Linked DNA regions of Mus musculus: all the other regions are linked to region 4. The links are chromatin contacts, called in public HiChIP or PLAC-seq maps. All regions are on one chromosome and are shown on one strand. The core of a region is the stretch at or near the end of the contact, and the rest is flanking DNA. Distances in the headings are between cores, read along the strand shown. Region 1 overlaps Nhej1 (non-homologous end joining factor 1). Region 2 holds the start of Stk16 (serine/threonine kinase 16). Region 3 holds the start of Ctdsp1 (CTD (carboxy-terminal domain, RNA polymerase II, polypeptide A) small phosphatase 1). Region 4 holds the start of Wnt6 (wingless-type MMTV integration site family, member 6). Region 5 holds the start of Dnajb2 (DnaJ heat shock protein family (Hsp40) member B2).

Region 1 (2,700 bases), core at 110-2,609, 270 kb after region 4:
TGAGATGTGTCCAAGCAGGAAGCTATAACACTTTAGGTGTATAAGTTCAGGGCACCATGATGGAGGATCAAGATGAAGAGGTAAATAGGTCCAGTCTTAATAGCATACAAGGAATTTGGACTTTACCCTACATGCCACTATAAGAACCACTAAAGGACTATAAGCAAGAAAGCAAGACAATCATGTCTCTTTTTCAAAGAGACTATTCTGATAAATGTAAATTTAACTGGGAAGCAGAAAGAGGATGATGGGAAGGCAGGTAAGAGGGCAGTTGCAGCATCAAGCCAAAAGGGTATCAGCTTATCTAAGGCAACAAAAGCTAGACTAAAGAACAGACTCCATGGTGGTTGGTGAGTCATAATTGGAAATGAAAACCAAGAAGAAAGCAGCAATGCAGGTGAAACCTCAGTTTCTGGTTTAGGGAACCGATGGATGATGGTTTAATCTACCAAGGCAAAGAATACAAATAAAGAACGGGTTTAAAGAAAGAAGTAACTAATTCATGTGGAGCATGCATTAGAGGCACTGATACCTACCAGTAAGATAGATATCCATGTGGAAATATCAAGGATGCAGAAAAAAAGCATGGGTCTATATGACATGGTGCTCTAAAACTAGCTCTCAGTGGTTTACAGTGCTGTTGGGACTAGGCTCTCAATGAGACAACCCAGAGGAAGGGAAAATAAATAAGATCTTGGATCTGATCCTGGGTACCATGAACATTCCTGACACAAGGTTTTTTGGTTGTTGTTTTTTTGTTTGTTTGTTTGTTTGTTTTTGTTTTTTAAAAAAAGGAGACCCATCCAGAGAAAACAAGGAAACCCCCTGTAGATGCATGTAACAGGAGAGCAGTTTTCAGGTTGCTCCTGAGTCTCCCCAGGTCTACCCAGTGCTTCTGACATAAACTCAAGCTTAGGAAGAGCAGCAGTGGGTAGCTTTTTAATGTCAAGTAATGCTCTAGAATGCTGCAACTAGACTACAGCTACGGCTACATTTAGGATACTGAGTCAGATCAATGTCAAATATCAAACTTCTTAGCTAGTATATCACACCAAGGAGATTATCTAAGTGTCCCGAGACATTCAAAGTACAGCAACGGGAGATGTTGATGTGTTGGCTATCCTTGTGTAATGTCTGAGAAGAGAGCTACAAAATCCCTATCTCTGTAAGGGCCCCCACCCAGAGAAAGCCAACAACGTGCAGTTGCCCAGGTTTTGGTGTAAAGGGCTGATTCCTAGCCAGAGGTTGCCAGCTGCAGAGGGCGGGGCTCTATTTTGGGCTGCCTGCTGTCGCTGAGCCTGTCCGAGTCTGGTTTGAGCAGCATGCAGCCCCAGTGACTCACACACCCATGCTAACCGCCTGTGGCTCAGTGGCATGGCCTCAGAAAGCCAACCTCAGGCCAGCTCCCTCCTCACCCTATTACACTGGGATAAATAAATAAAGAGCCCGCCAGCAGCCACACAGCCTGATAGCAACCAGATGGGGAAAGAAAGGCATGGGCAGGGCCAGGGAAAGGAACTCCTCCAACAGAACAGCTGTAAGGGGCTTCACCAGCCTGTGCTCATCCGTAACACAGTTATCCTGCCATGTGTAACAGTCCCCAATTCCTCAGCTTCTCTCCCACACTTAAAGATGCCTCTCAGCACTTTAGCCCCAGCCCCTGTTACGTCAGGCAGAAGCAGGTAGATCTCCAAGAGTTCAAGATCAAGCTGTTCTACATAGCAAATTTCCCCCTTAGTTGGGTCACTAGCAATTGGTGTCCATATGTTCTCTGAAAATGAAAAGTTAGAGGTTCTTTATCTTATTGTATTTTGTTTGTTTGAGACAGGGTCTCTATGTAGTCCTATCTGGCCTGGAACTTGCCATGAAGACCAGGTTGGCCTTGAATTTGCAGAGATCTGCCTGCTTCTTCTACCTCCTGAGTACTAGGGCTAACTAAAGGTGTGCACCTGGCTAAGTCAGAGTTTCTTAAGGGAAGAAGTAAAGCAAAAACATCAAATATGAGGAAGTACCCCTGTCTAATGGTTAAATATCTTCTCTAACTTTAGCATCCTAGAACTCTCTATGCCCTCCTGGCCCTGTACTGTATGTGTCCATGGCCTCTTGCCTAGCAGGATTTCCAATGGGAATAGAAGTAGCCCCAGGCACTGACCGCATGGCCCTCTGACACTGGCCTGGCCTCCTTGCCTGTTCATCCCAACTGTCTCCCTGGTTTGTTTATTTTCTATTCCATGTTGCTTATTTTGATGGCACATCCTTTCAATCCAGTCTTGGATGACCTCCTGACCCTTTTATGTCCTGTTTATAGGACCCCAGGCAAGCATAGTAACTGAAAAGATACTGTAGCTCTACAGTCCCAGTACAAACCTTTCAGTTCTAGCAGCTACATGAGACATTCTGAAGATAGTACAGGCGCCCTAGAGGTCCCAAGAATTCTCATTACCCAAGCTCCCCTCAACAGAGCATACAGACTTCAGCCACTTACTGCTGCAGCTCAGTTTCCTTATCTTCAAAATAGAAATCTGAGACTGGAGGGATAGCTCAGAGAGCAAAAGGCCACCAACCCTGATGGCCTTGATCCTCAGAACACACATGGTAGAAGAAGGCTGATTCCCACAAGTGCTCTGAACTACACTACAAACACACACACACCCCATACAGACACACAGATATACACATACCCCACACAAACAGGCACAC
Region 2 (2,759 bases), core at 246-2,745, 440 kb after region 4:
TTTCCTCTCCCCACACCCAGGCAGACAGTCCGACCCTTTGGGTTTACCTGGGACAGCAGCAGTAGGACCACAAGCCGCAGCAGCAGGGAAGGCAGGTCGGGTGGCATCTTCTGAGCTTACAAAGTTCTTCTATTCGGTGAGGGCTTTCCCACCCGTCACGTGTTGGATTCCTGGGAGGGAATCCGACATCAAGCAAAGGGGCGGAGACCACCTCAACTTTTCAGGCCGTTAACCCGGACTTTGCCTGTAGCCATCCACGGTCCACTAGTTTGTAAAATATTACTTCTCGAAGTGCTGAACCCGAATCAGTTCCATTAGCATCACCTGGGAGCTTGTTAGAAACGCAGAATCTCGGGTCCTACCCCAGACCTCTAGAATTAGAGTCTGTGCTTTAACAAACCTGCTCTTCTAAACTGAACTCTCGGAGGGCTGACAGGGTGTCTTAAATCTTCATGACTAGCAAAGGATCCGGCACATATCAGGTTAAATCTATATGCACGGGAGCAGTAAGGTTAAAACGGATTCAGAAACAGTGGAAAAACCTAGAAAATCTTCAGAGTGATCATGCTGTGGAAAGGGGTTACAAGAAGCCTGTCCTGGTCACTATCTTTTTTGGAGGTACACCCCTTTCCAATATATTCTGCCTGTCTAGGCAAGAGATGTGAAACAAACTGCATAGTTCATAGGCTTAGAAGTCTAATTTTCCACTTCTCCTGCCTTCACAGCCGTAGAAAATACTATTATTTCTGTTTATTGACACACATTGATATACGGCTGTTTCCAAAGTTGTACGAAAGACAACTCATTTAATTTTGAAACAACCCATGAAATAACTCTCATTCTCATCTTACACACGAGGAAAATGAAGGTTAGAAATAACAAGTAGCTGTCCAAAGTCACAACTAGCTCAGTAGAGCTGGGATTGGAACTAGTCAGTTTGGCCTCATAACTCACGACACTTAGCCGTAGGTACTGTCTTACAGCTGGGAAAAGTGAGGATCTGAAAGACTAAATAACTTGCAGGAGGCCACACAGCTAGGAGACTGTTAGGACCAGGTTTAGAAACGGGCACTCTAGTTTAAGGACACAGACACTAGCCAAGGCAGTGGAGTACAGGCTAGACCCCTGAGAGTGTTAAGGGGTCAGACCTCTTGGCATCTAAGGGTCAGCACCCGCCCTTCTCTGGTCCCTCCTCCAAGCTAGATTGTAGAAAGCCACTTTCTAACTCCAGCGCGCGGGAGCTATAAGACCTCCTACCTCTGACATTGGGAGACAGAGGTCCTAGGGGCCTCGGGCAGAGCCCTGCTTTGCTCCCCTTTGGTACTAGTCCCTGCGTCTTGACCCTTACTGAGGGCCAAGTGGGAACCCTCGGCGAGATAGAGAAACCAATACACCCCAGGTCTAGCCGGGCCCCAGCCTCTCACTTCCGGGTCCCCACATCCTCTTGCCGCCTCTTGTTGCTAGGATACAGCGGGCCGTTACTTCGACGCGGACTGATGATGTCATCCGGGCTTCCGGTCCCTGGCCCTTCGCACAGGCCGGAGACCGGTCGGTGTGGAGTTTGTAGTGGCAGACCCTGTGCTCGTTCCCGAGCGACGGAGGGTGGACTCGGCCAGAGGTGGGCTCGAGCCCCGCACCTCCTGCGCCGCCACCCCATGCCTGACGGGTGCGAGAGCTGGACCTGGCCGAAGGTGGGCCGGGGTTGAAAGAAGCGGCCTGGTAAGACGCAGCGTGGCCTGAGGCTTTGGGGTGCCAGAACTCAGCCTTCTTAGCGCTGGAGTCGCCAGGGCCAGTTTTCTTTAGACGTGAATATGGGTTCTTGGAGGTGAGCCTGAGCTCTCCTGGTTGGTACCTCCGTGGCTGTCTAGATTGTTCTTGAACCCGCGACTTGCTGTTTCCATTCCAGCATGACCCGCCGGGACCCCACCGCATCGCCTGGAAGAGCCCACTCTCCCTGGAAGGAAGACCATCCCTGAAGAGGATGACTGAGACGTTATGGGCCACGCACTGTGTGTCTGCTCCCGGGGAACTGTCATCATTGACAATAAGCGTTACCTCTTCGTCCAGAAATTGGGGGAAGGGTGAGTGTTTGGACGTCACTTAGCTAGACCCAGGTCGTTTAGAGACAGTGATAGAGTTGCAAGAGTGTTAGCCTTAGAGTCTACCCCACCTGACCGGTTAGCTGAACGGGTCAAGAAGTGGATTCTAGACTCTGGCCTCCTGGATCTACCTTGTGTGACCTTAAGTCAACTGTGGTTTCTTCTGCTTAAAAGGAGATGATTATAATGTCTCGCTGAGGGACTTGTGGAAACTCAGTGAGATAGTATATTCTTTAAAGCATGTCACCCAGTGCCTGACTCATGAGGACTTGAAATTAATTGAACACATTATGCTCAGACCAAAACCTCAGTGATTTCTGTGCCCCTGCTCTCGGGAAACGCAGATCCTAATGTCTTGAAACTATATGAGAGCTACATCTTGGGAGTGTTTCCACTCTGTGTAAGAGGCACTCCTCCCTAAGGGAATTCCTCTGGGTCCGAGCTATGTGAGAGATGACCATGGTCCTTCACTGTGACCCCTTTGGCCCACAGTGGATTCAGCTATGTGGACCTAGTGGAGGGCTTGCATGATGGACACTTCTACGCCCTGAAGCGGATCCTGTGCCATGAGCAGCAAGACCAGGAAGAAGCCCAACGAGAGGCAGAGATGCATCGCCTCTTCCAGCATCCCAACATCCTTCGCCTCATGGCTTACTCTCT
Region 3 (2,709 bases), core at 132-2,631, 380 kb before region 4:
CCCAAGGGCGGGCGCTGGGCCCTCCCTCCGCGGGCGTCCCCTGAGCACTCGGGAGCACAGCCAGCCCTAGACGGGGCCCCTCTAATAATCACAGATAGGGGCGGTGGGGTGGGGGTGGAGGGCCTCTAAACAAGGTGGTATTTCTTCTAGTTCGATGGGATTTGGCTCTGCCAAGGACGAAGGGGCACGTTTCAAGCCGAGGGAACAGCACGTACAAGATACAAGGCGCCCTGAGCAGCAGAGGCTCGGCTTCTGCCAGGGTTTGGCAGGGGAAGAGGGCGAGATTTGCTACAGGACAGTCGGTAAAGGTAGGCGCCGAAGTGGACTTTTCAATCCTGGGATGTTCTCGAGACTGCAGGGAATGCTGATAGTTACAGTTGGATCACGAACATAATTTAGGACTGGAGAGGTTCATCAGCCGTTAAGAGAAGTCCCTGCTCATGCAGGCCACCTGAATGAGTTCAGGTGCCAGCACTCAAGGCTAACCACTGCCTCCAACTTCTGCTCCAGGCGATGGCGCCCTCTTCTGGCCATTGAAGGCTCCGGCATTCATACACATACACAAAAATAAAATCAATCTATCTACAATTCCACAATTTGATGAGTTTGCATAACTGGGGCTAGCAAAGAATGCCTTTGGGGGGGGGGAACGGGATATTCACAACGTTAGACAAAAGACCCATTGTAGAGGCGGTGAGAAGGCTTGGGGGTAAAGGTGTCTACTGGCCAGCCTGACTACCTGAGTTTGATGCCTCTCCCAAAGAGAGGAAGAAGAGAACTTCTGATCTCCACTCGTAGAACGTGTATCCTCCTCCACACATAAATATAACTTTAAATTTTTTAGGGGCTGGAAAAATGGCTCAGGGGCACATGTCACTCTTAAAAGGACTCTATTTCCGCTCCTAAGGCCCACACCGGCTATTAACTCCAGTTCCAGGGGGATCTGACGCCCTCGTCCGGCCTCAGAGTGCACTACAAATATGTGGAGTACATACATAAACATATATATTTTTACAGGCCATACACATAAAATATTTCAATTAAAAAAAAAACTAAAACCCATTTTACAGAAAGTTAGCGTCATCCCATTTTCCAGAGGAACAAACGGAGGCAGATCGTGTCAGCACTTTGGAATGCGTGGAGGTGGAGCCCCGACGTCCTCGGGCACTCCCCGACTGGGCGCCTGGGGCGGGCCTCAAGTCCCGGGGCTCGGTGGCCCGCAGCGGCGGGTTACGGCTGTCCGCTCTGCCACGCAGCCGCAGAACGCTCGGTCCGGCCAGCACACCGCAGGAAGAGAGGCGACGCCCCCTGGATCTCCGCAGCAACCCGGCCCGCCTCCCAGCCCGCCGGGCCCCAGAAGTGATGAAAGCTGCGGCGGAGTCCCAGGCGCGCCGAAGCCGTTGCCCTTTTAAGGGGAAGCCTTGAAACGGCGCCCGGGTTCCATGTTTGCATCCGCCTCGCGGGGAGGAAACTCCATGTTGTAACAAAGTTTCCTCCGCGCCCCCTCCCTCCCCCTCCCCCCGAGAACCTGGCTCCCCTCCCCTCCGAAGCTCGCGGGGATCCCTCCCTCCCACCCTCCCCTCCCCCCCGCGCCCCGATTCCGGCCCGAGCCGGGGGGGAGGCCGGGCGCCGGGGCCAGAGTCCGGCCGGAGCGGAGCGCGCCGGGCCCCATGGACAGCTCGGCCGTCATTACTCAGATCAGCAAGGAGGAGGCGCGGGGCCCGCTGCGGGGCAAAGGTAGGCGGGCGGCGGGAGGGCAGAACCGGACTAGGGGCCGTCCCCGCGCTGCGGTCGCTGCCGCTGTCCCGGGCGCGCGCCTCGGCCTGGCCCGGCCCGAGCCCCGGCCAGTGCGGCCGAGAGAGTTTGAACTCCGCGAGAGTCTGAGGCGCTGGGCGGGGCCTGGCGCCACCAGTGCGCTCGAGGCTTCTCGTAGTGGGGAAACTGAGGCAGAAGGCGAGCGAGGGGCTGGCGGGCTCCCGGGCGTCACCCCCTCCCCCAGTTTGGCGCCAATGGGACGAGAAGGTGGGGGTGAGGCGGCCACCCGGCCACCCGCTGAGGCTCCGCCCCCTCCAGGCTGAGGTCTGGAAGGGGTGCCGAGGTGACAGCGGGCTGGGGAGGCTTGCAGGGATCTCCCGCCAACTAACTCACAGCCAGGTTCCCACAAACTCGGGCGTCACGCGTGGAGGTGCAGACGACACCTTCGAAGGCAGAGAGCCCCTAGCCTTGCAAGACAGACTTGGGGGCCTTGTATCCAGCTGGGCACGCGACACCCAGGCTGCAACAGGCTAGGCCGGTTGGCCTCGGGCCTGTGCACGCTTGCACCCACCCTGTAAGGGGTGCTGCCCGCCTATGCGGAGCCCCTAAGGCTCGCAAGAGTGGGGCTCACCCCTCCCTCCCCTGTGTGAATTTCAAGATTGGGAAGTCACTCCGGGTTTGTCCACTGTCCAGTTCCTCGCTCTTTGGGGGTTGGGGGGGGGGTGGCCTGGAGGCAGAAAGGATTAGAGAAGAGGCTTGGTGGGGGTAGGTCTGTCAATTTAGACAGGCCGCTGCAAAGAGACGGGGCGGGGTGAAGGAGGTGGGGCCGGTGGGGCTGACAGCCCTGGGACACTGGCCTCTGGGCCCAGGCTCAATGGGGACTTTGGACTCACTGGGTAGACAGAATGGAGGGAGAGTGGGAGTGGACGACAGGGCCCTGAGCCCTGAAGGTCC
Region 4 (2,842 bases), core at 44-2,543:
CGACTCTCTGGACCGGCCCTCCTCTTTGCTCACCAGCGGTGTTTGTCTATCTTGGCACTGTTCTCCGTTTCCACTTCTAAATTCCTCCCCACCCCAAACGACAAGGAACTTTCCCCTCTGGTGTGAAATTTCTGCCACGTGGGCTTAAGGTCCCCTGTTTAAGGTTGATGGGCCCTCTAGATAGCGGTGGCGGGGAAATTGGCTCCTGCTTCGGAATGTCCGCACCACCTGTCCCTCTGCACTCCTGGGGCACGTCGGGGGGCCTCTGCCCCAGGCCAGAGCAGCAGAGGCTGCCGCCCGCTGCCAGCCGCTTGGCTTGATGAATGGAGCTGTCCCTCCTCCCCACGAGGCCTTTGATCTCCCCCCGTGGGGAGGGGGTCAGGGGCATCAAAGACATTTTTGTGGCATTAGAGAATCAGATAAACGCCATCTCACCTGCAGCTGGCTCTCCCACCCCTTCTGCCCTGGCCAAGTTGGGGGAGGAACTTGAGGCTCCAGGAACCCGCGGACAAGTGAGACCTGACCACAGCCAGCGCTGACCCCTCTTCTCTTGGAAGTCAGCAACCTCGGCCCTCCGCCACGTTTATGAGTAGCGAATACTGGAGCGCAGGCCCTGGAGAGGTTCCACTTGCTGTCTTATCTCCCCCACACTGTCCGCCCCCAACATCGGCTGGCTGCGGCTGCAAGGCTAGGGAGCTAGAACCCAGGCCTCGGGCTCGTTCCCTTGCTGGGACAGAGGCTGAAGAAGGGGCAAAAGACGCGGGAGTTGGTAACGCCTCCTAAGTTCGTTGGGCTGGCGATCCAGTTGGACAGCCTTCTACCGAGCATCCTGCGCCCCCGGCCGACTTCCTCCCTGGCCCCCATCTGTATATCCCTACGTACTGTTCCCTCCCCCCAAACTCCCTCATTCCTGGGAAGTTTTCTCTCTTTACAGTCAACAAACCTGTCAAACGTCTCCCAGCCAGTCCCCCTTCCCCAGTTCTTCCTCCCTCCCCCCCTTACCCTTCTCGACTATTCATCCCGCCCCTCCATGCCCCAGGTCCAGGGATGGCAGGGGACAACCCCGCAGAGGCTAGGAGAGGGGCAGGCGGGCGGGACCCGCACCCGTGAGCGCGCGGCCCCGCCCCAGCACCCGCCCTCCGCTGCGCTCTGCGCCCGCCGCCCCGGGGCGCACGGCTCCCTCCCAAGAGTCCCGCCGCCTGACTGTCGCAACTGCCACCCCCGTGGCCCCCCTGTCCCCCTCCCCCGCCCACGCTTCGGCCCCGCTCCCCTCCCACCCCCGCCCCCGGCTCTGATTTCTTCTCTCCAGCGAGCTCCGCAGGAGACACAGGCGCTGGCTGCTGGGTCCGCTCTCCGCCTCCGCCGCGCCCTCCTCGCCCGGGATGGGCCCCCCCGCCGCCACCGCCGCCGGAGCCCTAGTCTCCGGGCCGCCGCCTCGGTCGCCGCGTTTGCCCTGAAGCCCGGTGCCCGCGCGCCCCGGCTCACCCCGCAGCTTCACTCCCCACCCCCAGCCGCCTCCCCGGCCAGACTGCGGTAGAGCTCTCAGGATGCTGCCGCCGGTGCCCTCCCGCCTCGGACTGCTGCTGCTGCTCTTGTGCCCCGCGCACGTCGATGGACTGTGGTGGTGAGTGCTGAGTGGGACTGTCTCCCGCGCAGCTCCAAACACCAGAGGGTGGGGACCCAGAGCCAGTCTTGGGACTTGGCACAGCGATCCTGCTGCCTTCAGGCTCTACCCGCTCCAGGATCCCAGCTATCGGGAGGTTGCACCGGGACCCTCGCAGACAGTTCCTTTCGGGTCTCTGCCCGAGCACTTCTGAAGTGCCACTTTGACGTTCTGTACCCCTGGATACTCTATTGTGTTTTCTTCCCGTATAGTCTTCCTTCCCCCAAAGAAATGTGTCCAATTCGCATCATCAAGGAGTTGGCAGATAGGTAGGGAAGAGCTGTTGGACATCATGAAATCCATAGTGAGAGATTGGGTGAGAACGGGGTGAGGAGGGGTGGGGACGGGCGAGAAGGGCCCTCGAGCTAGATTTGGGGAACAGACAGGAACAAGGTGGAAAGCTCTAAGACAGAGAGAGTCAAACGGCTGCCTCTTGCCCGCGCCTCATTGCCTACCACCTCACCATTGCTGGCCCCTTCAGCATTGGCAGTAGTACAGGAATAGGGAATGCAAATGGGGAAACTGAGTCAGGACTCTGACTTCTCTGCTTTTCCCATAGCGAGTAAGAAAGACAGAGGGGAGATCCCGGAGGCCCTCTCTTCCAGAACTGGGAAGTAAGGAATTTTTTTTTTTTTTTTAATGTGTAGCGGAGGAGGTGTAGGAACTCTTGAGAGCGATCTGATGAAGCCAGTAGGAGCCTGGCCAGCCGAGAGATGGGGTAAATTCTCAGATCCGAACTCTGGGATTTAGCCAGAGCAGACACCTAGACTTCGAGGGTTTCCAAAGCTTTGAGCCTTGAGGGGAAGGACAGAGGAGGGGCAGCGGGGGTGGGGGGCGCCAGGACAACTCAGATCCAAATCTTCAAGACTTTTTTCCTCTTAGTTTTTTAGAGCCACAAACACCCGCCCGGAATAGTTCAGTGTTCAGAGAGGAGGAGGAGGGATTTGGGCAAGAGTGCTGATAGATTAGCCAACCCTAAGAAAGCAAGGACTTCTACATTTGCATATAGCCCCGCCATTGGCTGAATTTCTACCCTCTCAGCCCTCTCACCCGCCTTCGCGGCTTTGGACCCAGGGGTGGGGCAGGCCCATCCCTCTCTTCAACAGAGATTGAGTACTATGCCCACACAGGAAGCTGCTGGCCGCTATCCTTCCGCGACGCGGGAAAGACATCCTCGTG
Region 5 (2,760 bases), core at 239-2,738, 460 kb after region 4:
CCACTTAGTCGTGACTTCTCATTGGCAGAACTCATCTTGTGCCTGCACCCTTAGATCAGGGAAGCAAGAGCCTCAAAGTTCTGTGGTAGATACTTCATCTCTTATTAAGGCTGAAACAACCAAAATTCCCCAAGTGTAGGTAGGAAGTCTCTAGATGTAGGCAGGAGTTCAGAAGGTGGGGAGACAGGAAAAGGGGACAAAATGACGGCAGCCTTCCCTTGGTTGGTGCTCAAGCTGTTGCTTTGATGAGATGTCCCCAGGTCACCTGTCCTGAAACACTGACTGGACTCATACAACCATTCCTGCTTGGGTCATGTGTGACACCAGAAAGCATTATGCTAATAACAGCTTCCATAAACCATGCTTCATTTGACTTCTAACAACTCTAGGTGTTACCTATACTTAAGGGGGAAAACAGGCCTTGGATGTTCCCAAGTCACACAGCAGCATCCGGTTGCAAGGCCAGGTCTCCCTGCTCTCAGAGTTCTGAGTTTCCCAGTGGGTTCTGCTGATAGGCTGTGTGTGTGTGTGTGTGTGTGTGTGTGTGTGTGTGTGTGTGACATCCCATGCCATTTTTTATCCCTCCCCCAGTGCTGGGAATTGAGGCTAAGTAAGGTCTGGCGGCTGCTGGGCAAGCACTCTACCCCTAAGCTATCCCCATAGCTTTACATTCTTAGTACCTTCTGGCAGCATCTACTAAGAAAACAGTACACTAATGTCTAGGAATTGGCCAGATGGAATAAAACAAGACCCACTTCTGGAAGGTTCCCTTTTCCTGAGATCTGAATCCAGAAATCATTCTGAGGCTAAATAGATCTACTTACGATCAGCTGTGGAAGAGAAACGTTGAGTCTACTAATTTCCTCATACTAGGCTCTTCTACCTCACCCTTTCTAGGTCAAAAATGTTAAAAGTCTTCCAAGTGTTATTCGGCTGTCCAACTGATACGTTTCAATTCTGACTAAAGACTAAGGGGATGACGAACGAAGGAGGACACAATTCTTACCTTGTATAATTTACATTCTACTGGGGGAGATAGATGATCATCAAATAAATGTTAATTTGTGGCTCTGACAGTGTGGAGAAGAAAATGCCACGAGACTCTATAAAAAGCAGGTCTGACCTACTCAGGGGAGCCAGGGCAGCCTCTTTTGAAGACTTAGCACTGGAGCTAAGCTATGAAGAAGGGTTAGGCCCAGAGGAGACTCGGTGAGTCTTGGAGGTGATGGCCTGGGGGAAGTACTCAGGGATCGTGAAGCACTTTTAGAGGCCAGCGACAGGACAGGGGACCCGCACCTAGCTTGCGGACCGCCCCTCTGCCTGTGTTTGAGAGACTGCGTCATAGCTGGAAAGATATAGCCGACTTCAGCCTCCTAAGTCCCACCTGGGAATGACGTCGCCTGGGTGAAAAACTAAAATAAACGGCTCCGCCCTCATCTCCCAGCAGCCCCTGCAGCGCCCCCGCCCCCCCCGCCCCCGCCCCCTCGTGTGACCGGCCGAGCCGGCCCTCTGAGTCTCTAGTAGTTTCCAGGGCGCTGACGCATGCTTGCGCACACAACCCAGCCTGGCGTGTCGTACGCAGTGGCCGCGAGCCGGGCAGCGGGTGCTAGGCGGTTCCCCTGCGGGGGGCAGGGGCGGGACTCCCGGCAGAGGAGGTGCGGTCCCAGCTGGGTCAGGTTGGGGGTTCAGATCGGGTTACTAGACTTAGGGGGTTCGGGTAGGGCTCCCCACTCCTGCCGTGAGATAGCCCTGGGCACCGGCCTGCGGGACCAGATAAAGGCTGCGAAGGAGCCTAGTCACTGGCCGCAGGCGTGGCTCCCCGGCCCGATTCCACCTCGAAGTGTCGCCTGCCTGCCCGGGGTTGCGGCCGCACGGAGCTGCGGTGCCTCTGTCGGCCTGACCCCTTCTCTCCCGCAGCCTGGAGGAGGGACGTCTGACGCTGAGTTGCCATGGCATCCTACTACGAGATTCTAGACGTACCGCGGAGTGCGTCCCCTGATGACATCAAGAAGGCGTAAGTGCCTCGGCTGTGTTACAGAAAGGCTCTGACCCTTGTTCCCCGCCCCCCTGAGTGCCAGGGGCCCTTTAGAGGTCTGGCTGAAGGGAGGAAGGAGACCCTTGGGAAAGTACGAAGACCAAGTCCAGCCAGGGAAGAAGAGCTGACCTTCTTTAGCGTCCTCTATACACCCAGCTCCCCTCTCCTCCAGCTCCTACATGTGGGCTTGCCCAGGTTGCAGTGCTAAAATGCCCAGGCTATGAGACAGGACAGTGTCTCCACTCTCCCTGTGGCTATAGATAGCTCTATCAAAAGAACCCCAAGAAAGGGCTTATGGCAGGGACTTTCCTTTTTACTCATATCCCTGGCACACCACAGGGAGAGAAACCCCTGAATACAGGCTGCAGTCGTGAGGTATTCTGGGATCGGGGCAGTGAAAGGGTGTTGGACTAAGCAAAAAGGGTAGTCGGTGGGCAAAGCCTACATCAGTCTCCTGACCCTCCCTCTGCACTCACTTCCTGCAGGTACCGAAAGAAGGCTCTGCAGTGGCACCCAGACAAGAACCCGGATAATAAAGAATTTGCTGAAAAAAAATTTAAGGAGGTGGCAGAGGCCTATGAAGTACTATCTGACAGTAAGGCTTGGGGTCCTGCAGGGACCGGCATGTCCCCCTGCTTCCATTCATTCTTGGTACTCCTTCCTAAAGCCACGCCTCCATCCCGTCTCCTCCATGATTTTATTTTAGATAGTGTTTAATCGCCTCC

The links. HiChIP or PLAC-seq counts read pairs in DNA pulled down with a chosen protein or histone mark.
Region 1: a FOXA1 HiChIP or PLAC-seq map of pancreatic cancer cells shows a contact between it and region 4. The contact joins the enhancer-like site here to the promoter of Wnt6 in region 4. A contact is called at or near these places in 3 of 39 promoter capture datasets (cranial neural crest, hippocampal neurons and stem cell-derived epiblast-like cells), 1 of 484 Hi-C or Micro-C datasets (cortical neurons) and 3 of 115 datasets of contacts at active chromatin or transcription factors (embryonic forebrain, forebrain and pancreatic cancer cells).
Region 2: an H3K4me3 HiChIP or PLAC-seq map of the 230-238 cell line shows a contact between it and region 4, with 6 times the contacts expected there. The contact joins the promoter of Stk16 here to the promoter of Wnt6 in region 4. A contact is called at or near these places in 2 of 39 promoter capture datasets (the C10 cell line and cranial neural crest), 3 of 115 datasets of contacts at active chromatin or transcription factors (the 230-238 cell line and pancreatic cancer cells) and 2 of 9 other capture datasets (adipose tissue and liver).
Region 3: a contact with region 4 is called in an H3K4me3 HiChIP or PLAC-seq map of bone marrow-derived macrophages, with 4 times the contacts expected there. The contact joins the promoter of Ctdsp1 here to the promoter of Wnt6 in region 4. A contact is called at or near these places in 2 of 39 promoter capture datasets (embryonic stem cells and liver), 1 of 484 Hi-C or Micro-C datasets (embryonic stem cells), 3 of 115 datasets of contacts at active chromatin or transcription factors (bone marrow-derived macrophages, embryonic stem cells and microglia) and 1 of 9 other capture datasets (pancreatic islet).
Region 5: an H3K4me3 HiChIP or PLAC-seq map of the 230-238 cell line shows a contact between it and region 4, with 5 times the contacts expected there. The contact joins the promoter of Dnajb2 here to the promoter of Wnt6 in region 4. A contact is called at or near these places in 1 of 39 promoter capture datasets (liver), 1 of 115 datasets of contacts at active chromatin or transcription factors (the 230-238 cell line) and 1 of 9 other capture datasets (adipose tissue).

Annotation. Positions count from the first base shown.
Region 1 is chr1:75,039,237-75,041,936 of GRCm38.p6, forward strand. The region is part of intron 6 of Nhej1 (non-homologous end joining factor 1); the gene reads right to left. Among named protein-coding and RNA genes, the nearest start is that of Nhej1, 85 kb to the right of the region's middle. Within about 2 kb of position 1,360, at least 42 of the 459 cell types and tissues checked have an H3K27ac peak or open chromatin away from gene starts, as enhancers often do. A contact at or near this core is called in pancreatic cancer cells, where this site is marked.
Region 2 is chr1:75,209,334-75,212,092 of GRCm38.p6, forward strand. It overlaps Stk16 (serine/threonine kinase 16), which reads left to right and starts at 1,496. Exons shown (of 8, transcript NM_011494.5): 1 at 1,496-1,719; 2 at 1,907-2,081; 3 at 2,592-2,759. The coding sequence starts at 1,996. Glb1l (galactosidase, beta 1-like) reads right to left here and starts at 1,422. Exons shown (of 17, transcript NM_029010.2): 1 at 1,258-1,422; 2 at 48-170. The coding sequence starts at 107.
Region 3 is chr1:74,390,228-74,392,936 of GRCm38.p6, forward strand. It overlaps Ctdsp1 (CTD (carboxy-terminal domain, RNA polymerase II, polypeptide A) small phosphatase 1), which reads left to right and starts at 1,382. Exons shown (of 7, transcript NM_153088.2): 1 at 1,382-1,737. The coding sequence starts at 1,671.
Region 4 is chr1:74,770,599-74,773,440 of GRCm38.p6, forward strand. It overlaps Wnt6 (wingless-type MMTV integration site family, member 6), which reads left to right and starts at 1,294. Exons shown (of 4, transcript NM_009526.3): 1 at 1,294-1,624. The coding sequence starts at 1,548.
Region 5 is chr1:75,234,935-75,237,694 of GRCm38.p6, forward strand. It overlaps Dnajb2 (DnaJ heat shock protein family (Hsp40) member B2), which reads left to right and starts at 1,489. Exons shown (of 9, transcript NM_001159883.1): 1 at 1,489-1,655; 2 at 1,918-2,014; 3 at 2,521-2,630. The coding sequence starts at 1,950.